Regions from separate parts of the Macaca mulatta genome. Here region 2 is linked to region 1. The links are chromatin contacts, called in public Hi-C maps. All regions are on one chromosome and are shown on one strand. The core of a region is the stretch at or near the end of the contact, and the rest is flanking DNA. Distances in the headings are between cores, read along the strand shown. Region 1 holds the start of TMEM9B (TMEM9 domain family member B). Region 2 holds the start of AKIP1 (A-kinase interacting protein 1).

Region 1 (3,395 bases), core at 379-2,878:
GGGAGTTAGGTGAGAATATGAAGCAGGTGAGAGATGCTCCGTAGGTCCTATGGGGAGGGAAGTAGGCCAGGAGGGGCAAGTTCCCACCACAGTAAGGGAAGTGTTCAGGGTGAGCTGAACTGAGCCGGCCCTTGACAGGGAAGCCTTCGGTCAGATGCGGGCTTCCTATCATTCTGGGTTGGGGCATGCGAGGCCTGTGAGGCTGGCCCGGAGGGCGCAGGTGGACTGTCAAGGGCTTAGGGTGGAAAGTTAAAGGCTCTCGGAGGTGAAAAGGTTGTCAAGTGTAAGGTGCGTGCAGACGGGGCTGGGAAGGGAAATGTCAGGGCGGTGGGGGCTGCTGTCCGGGCTGTGGGCACTGTCGGGGCTGGGGACGGCCGTGGGGCGCTGACTACCTGGCTGTCGGGGTTGAGGGCGGGAGTGCTGCCGGGCAGTCGGGAGGGGCGCGGCTGGTGGCAACGGGGGTTTGCCGGAGCTGTGAGGCTAGGGGTATGGCTGTCAGGAATGGGCCGAGCAGCAAGTTGGCAGACCCAGTTTCCGCAAGGCCGGTGGCAGGGGAGGAGCTTCCGTCAGGAGCGAGGCTGGGCGGGACTCACCTTGGCGGCGTCTGACAGCTGCGCCAGCAACAGCACGGACAGCGCCAGGCACGACAGGCTGAGCAAAGAGCCAAGCCGAAGAAGGCCTCCCCACAGGGTCGCCATCGCTGGGGGCCCAGCGGTCCCACAGCCCGGAGCCCCCGCGACCGGCTCCCGGTTCGGGCTCGGGCTCAGGCTCAGGCTCGGGACCCGGCTGGGGATCCTCCGCCCGCACTTCCGTCTGGACGCGAAGGCGTCACCGCGCGCGCCGGGTCAAATGCAAAAAGCCCCGGAAACGGTTCCCAGTGCGAAGGGCAGGGAGGCTGGGATATCGTGGTGCCCGTCCTGGCCTCCCCCAGGCCCCAGGGAAGGGGGCCTCTGGGGTGGCAACCTGGGCCCAGTAGGGCTTTGCAGCTCTTGGATATCTTCCCCGGGCGCAGAAGCTGCCGGGCTTATGGAGTCGCCATTGCGCTGGAAAGTCCTCCCGCCCACGGAGACCCCAACAAACTCCAAGTGTCACACAGGGCCCTTCGGCGGCCCGTGCGGGCCGGAGCTGTTCGCGCAAAGGCAGGGCGGGTGCTGAGCGTGGAAACGGGGCTGGAACTGGCCAAGCCATGCTTTTCCGGGGTGCTCTCTCCCAGTCAAAAGGTTGGGGGTGGTCTCTGCACTTCCGGTACTAACCTGCCGCCCACACGCTTCCTGGCCACAGCACCCCGTCGGCTTTCTAAGTCTGTGAGCGGCCTTCGTGGGCGTGGCCTCCCTGTGGAGCTCCCGGTGTGCCTCCCGTTGGTCCAGCCTGCAGCTAGGAAGTGGGTCACAGCGGCGGGGCTGGGCTGGGCCGGGGCAGGCTCCGGGAGATGTGGAATTGGCGACACAACTGCCCCAGCAGTATCCTCCGCCTAGGACTCCAAGAGGTGGCGAATTGGGGCGCCACGCCCCGGTAAGGCAGTGCTTGTTCACGGCTGCCGACTGGCCTCCCCAAGGCTGTCATTCTCAGCGAGTACTTTAGGAGTACCTTAGATCGGCACATTCTCCCATTGAAACATTTTTGTTAGTGGAGACAAGGGAGATAGTGGCAAGGATGCAGGGATCATCACAGCCACTAGGGATTTGTTGAATGACCTTGGGCAAATCACTTCCCTTCTCTGGGCTTGTAGTTCTTGGCTCAATATGAGGGAATAGATTTAAAATTATGCCCCCTGTAATACCCCTGTTTTTACCTCTAAGAACAGATTTTTAAAGATGGTCTTTTCCTAATTTGTGGAAATGTTTTAACAGAATGCTCTGAATATTTTTCGCCCATGTGATTCTTAGATTCATGTGAATCTAACACAAGAAGGTGTCTGATATTGTTCCCAACAGGAACCAGAGCGGCAGGGCTAGATATCCTCTCACGAGACTGCCCTGTGAAGGTGCTGTCACTTTTGATGAATTATCAAGACTTTGTAGTGGGTGTTCTACTGGCCAAAGGATAAACTGGAGACTCCCTGGGTCGAATGTGTTGGTGAGGCACTGAATCTGATTGCTGAAAGGTGATTCAGCTGCACATTAGGCATCAGTTTAGGGTTGTCTAGGCTTGGCATCTAAAGGGAGTGCCTGCTGTACCTGAAACCTCATAGGTCTTCTCTTCCGAATTGTTTTCAAGGCCTTGGGGGTACAGAGGCTTAGAGAAAATACATAGTTGTGCCTCAGACTGATGGGCCTCATCTGTTTAATGGAGAAACACCAACCACGCTCAGTCTGGGCAGCATTTTAGAGCTCCGTGGTATAACCACTATCTAGCTACATGTGGCAATTGAGCATTTGAAATGTGGCTAGACTGAATTGAAATGTGCTGTATAAAATACACACTTAATTTCAAAGACAGTATTTTTAAAATGTAAAATATTTCAAAAATTTAAAACTATGGTTTAAATATTTTAGATATATTGGGTTAAATAAAATATATTAGTAAAATATTTCACTTGTTTTTTGACCTCTTAAATGTGGCTACTAGAAAATGTTATAATGCTGTTAGGAAGTGCTGTTCTAGAATACAGAATGTGGCTGCCCTGACTGGAGTGTGACTATGAGATAGTTGCCTGACTGGAGACAATGAAGGCTCAGGCCAAGGTAAGGAGAGGGCTGACAGGGAAGAACTGGCACAACTAGAGCCGAATGTTTGGGGGAGGTATATGTCTGCCAAAAAATGAATATAATTTCAGGTGACTCAGTCGAAGTGGAGGGGTCAGTTTCTCTTGTTCTGCCCTGCTCATATCTAGATAACTCTTACTTTTCCTTTAGGTCAGGGGTCTTCTAAGCCAGAAAACCTTCCCTGACTTAAGTGCACTCCCTTCTATGTTTGCACAAATCTCTTTAACTTTACCTCATTATAGTAAAATTATGTTTTCACATTTTGCCTTTATACTCAAACCTCCACCAAAATATTGTGAGCTCTCTGAGGGTAAGGACTTTGTCTTATTATCGTTATACCTGGAGACAGATTAAAACAATACAGTGTTTGTGGGGACCAGGGAAAAGGGGAATGGGAGAGGCTCCTCTGGTTAGTCTAAAAGAAAAGTATCAGGCACCTACTTGAGTCCTTATTTGATTTATTTCTGACCATGAGAGGGGTTGCTGAGATGTCCAAAGATGTGCAAATGGCAGGATCTGGCGCACCATAGTAGGCAGGGGAGTGAAGAGTTCTGACCTCGGGTCTTCCTAGACCTTCAGGTCACACGGGAGTTGTTCTGTTTATAGACAGCACTGTTCTTAGTACCCTTCTTCCTCTATTTTCCTTGCTTCCTTATAACTAAGTTTCTCTACACCCTTCCTCAAAAAGAG
Region 2 (3,395 bases), core at 596-3,095, 54 kb before region 1:
GAATACCACTAAAATGAAAAATCATGTCAAGGATAACGAAGGGTTTCACTCACTGTCATTCCTTTTTATGAGGGGAAAGCAGAAAATTTGCAAAAATTAAATAGTACAGACGGAGGTCGTATTGGTCTCCTACTACTCACCTGGTACCTCATAATTGCTCATCAAGCCATCTGTTGAGACTAGGTGACGATGGAGGGTTTCTTTCTTTGCTTTTTCATAAACCACAGAGGAGACTTAAAGGAGGATTTCTTTGTGTCCCTTAAAGTGACCCCCACTGAGCGTGTCCTTCAAAGGGGACCTTCCTAAGCATCAGCGCTTTGCTGTGCGCTGGGTGGTGCGGCTGAGTCACTAATTAGCAGTGAGAGCCTGTGTTGTATCTCCTATCAAATAACCAGCGGAGTGGAGTGACAGGTCCTCACTTAAACATGGTTTAAGTAAGCATTCACAGTTCCTTACTTAAACATGATGCAGCCTTCCTGAAAGATGGAGTCAGACCCCAAGAGAACAGGTCTTCAAAAATGTGTGAATCCGTACTTAACCCTGGAGGGGCGAGAAAGCTGCAGTAAGGGATTATAAGAGACCCTACAACTCCTCAGGCGCCCTCTGCCCTGGGGGCCAGGAACATCTGCAGACAACCCCGCCTCCGTCTCGCCTCCATCCCAAGCCGTTCCCTTCTCCAAAGGCCACCTTGGCAGCCACACAGTTTGGCCTAATCACCTACTCAAACAAAAGTAGCGACACCCCAAAATGTAGACCAAGCAGAAAGAGGCGCTGGAGGCACTTGCCTTGTTCCCCATGATGTTTTTGAGACTGAGTCTCGCTCTGTCGCCCAGGCTGGAGTGCAGTGGCGCGATCTCGTCTCACTGCAACCTCCGCTTCCCGGGTTCAAGCGATCCTCCCACCTCGATCCTCCCGAGTAGCTGGGACTACAGATGCGCGCCACCACTCCTCCTACTGTGTGTGTGTGTGGACACAGGTTCTCGCTATGTTGCCTACCTAGCTGGTACCCCATAACCACTCCTGGTTAGAGTGAGTGAGTGAGTGAGAGTGTGTGTGTGTGTGTGTGTGTGTGTGTGTGTGTGTGTGTGTGTGTACATGGGTTCTCGCGATGTTGCCTACCTAGCTGGTACCCCATAACCACTCCTGGTTAGAGTGAGTGAGTGAGAGTGTGTGTGTGTGTGTGTGTGTGTGTGTGTACACGGGTTCTCGCGATGTTGCCTACCTAGCTGGTGTGTGTGTGTGTGTGTGTGTGTGTGTGTGTGTACACGGGTTCTCGCGATGTTGCCTACCTAGCTGGTGTGTGTGTGTGTGTGTGTACACGGGTTCTCGCGATGTTGCCTACCTAGCTGGTACCCCAGGAGACCACCTGCCTTTATACCCCAGGTCCATCAAGTTAAGCAGCGCAGTAGCCCTCTAAGGGCCAGCTCCACACCCAGGGATTCCTCCGACAGCGCGGACAGATGTCCTGGGAGGCTGGCTCAACTCGGTCCCCAGCCCCCGGCCCCCGGCTCCCAGCTACCGGCGCCCCGCCTCCAGCGCTCAACAGTTAACAAGGCAACCCGCGCGCAGACGCCACGGCCGCTGCGCAGAAGGCGTGTTTGGCAGCCCCGCCGCCCCGCCGCCCCGCCGCCCCGCCGCCCCGCCGCCCCGCCGCCCCGCCGCCCCGCCGCCCCGCCGCCCCGCCGCCCCGCCGCCCCGCCGCCCCGCCGCCCCGCCGCCCCGCCGCCCCGCCGCCCCGCCGCCCCGCCGCCCCGCCGCCCCGCCTCTCGCGCCTTCCGCCAATGGCCCTACTGCGCCGGCGCCGCCGGGAGCGCCAGGCCTCATCCCGCTTCCTAGGATAGTGCTGCGCGCATGCGCCTTGACGAGTGAGCCGGGTGAGGGGGTTCCCTAAGTAGCGGAAGGGGCAGATGGAAATGGAAGGGGTGGGCGCGCTTAGGCCTCGTCCTGGCTAGGCTCCCGCTGGAGTTTGCGTTGGGGGCGGACCAGGAGCGGTGGTCTCCAGGGAGGTCGAGGCTGGGGCTCCCACCCGAATTTGGAGCAGGGTTGCGGCGGCCCAGCTGAACCGCCGGCGTTTGTACGTTATGTGCGCACTTAGGGAGCCATGGACAACTGTTTGGCGGCCGCAGCGCTGAATGGGGTGGACCGACGTTCCCTGCAGCGTTCAGCAAGGCTGGCTCTAGAAGTGCTGGAGCGGGCCAAGAGGAGGGCGGTGGACTGGCATGCCCTGGAGCGTCCCAAAGGCTGCATGGGGGTCCTTGCCCGGGAGGCGCCCCACCTAGAGAGACAGCCGGCAGCCGGCCCGCAGCGCGTTTTCCCGGGAGAGGTGAGGGTCGCCGTGCTGGGGACCGCCCCAGTCATTCGCACCGCTGTAGCCCGCTGGGAGCCTGGGGCGTGCAGCGCAGAAGCACCTGAGGAAACCTCCCCTTAGCGGAAGCTGGAAAGGATCAGGACAATGAATGGAAAAGTCCTTTTAAAACTGTTTATATTTGACAGGTTCTTGTTGGGTAGCTGTAGAATAACGGTAGTGTTCAGCCCTGGTTGGTTACTTAAAAAAAAAAAAAAAAAAGGCCGGGCACGGTGGCTCACGCCTGTAATCCCAGAACTTTGGGAGGCCGAGGCGGCGGATCACCTGAGGTCGGGAGTTCGAGACCGCCTGACCAACATGGAGAAACTTTCCGTCTCTACTAAAAATACAAAATTAGCCGGGCATGGTGGCGCATTCCTGTAATCCCAGGTACTAGAGAGGCTGAGGCAGGAGAATCGCTTGAATCCGAGAGGCGGAGGTTGCGGTGAGCCGAGATCGTGCCATTGCACTCCAGCCTGGGCAACAACAGCGAAACCTCCGTCTCAAAAAAAAAAAACAAAAAACTTACAGCCGTCATCTGATAATAGAGGAAAGCCTGGAAAGCCTGCAAACCTATCTCTTAGGTCCTGGATAAATTGCATGTCCATCTTTTAGGGTTGGAATTCTTTCTCAGTAACATCGTTCTTTCTGACATAAACTTGCAGAGCCTTTCGAAAAGTAAAAAGGAGGCTATTTCCAAAATGGCTTTATTCTCCAGTAGGGAATCCTAGATCTAACCTGTGACGTGCCATTTATTCAAATAGAGAGAAGAGAGGCCCCCAACCCTTAGTGCTTCCTTCAGAACAATGGCTGAATTCATGGACTATACTTCAAGTCAGTGTGGGGTAAGTTGGTGTGAACCAAAGCTATGTCCCATCACCTGCTGATGGACCACAATGGGGATCCTTCTGGAATTTAAGGAGAATCTGGAGACTACCTGTTTCTCCTGCCCAGCCTTCATGGTCAGATTGTAAACAGTCAAGGACTTAAACCAGGGGGTAAATCCAAGTTAGAATTCACTCAACCAATGTTTATTGAATGCCTAACTCTG

Evidence for each region. Hi-C and Micro-C count contacts between places; a contact is called where the count stands out from the background.
Region 2: a Hi-C map of liver shows a contact between it and region 1, with 2.0 times the contacts expected there. The contact joins the promoter of AKIP1 here to the promoter of TMEM9B in region 1. A contact is called at or near these places in 2 of 14 Hi-C or Micro-C datasets (cortical neurons and liver).

What each region holds. Positions count from the first base shown.
Region 1 is chr14:56,563,958-56,567,352 of T2T-MMU8v2.0, reverse strand. TMEM9B (TMEM9 domain family member B) reads right to left here and starts at 1,628. Exons shown (of 5, transcript XM_015114906.3): 1 at 1,254-1,628.
Region 2 is chr14:56,617,785-56,621,179 of T2T-MMU8v2.0, reverse strand. It overlaps AKIP1 (A-kinase interacting protein 1), which reads left to right and starts at 1,845. Exons shown (of 5, transcript NM_001194219.2): 1 at 1,845-2,323; 2 at 3,109-3,189. The coding sequence starts at 2,102.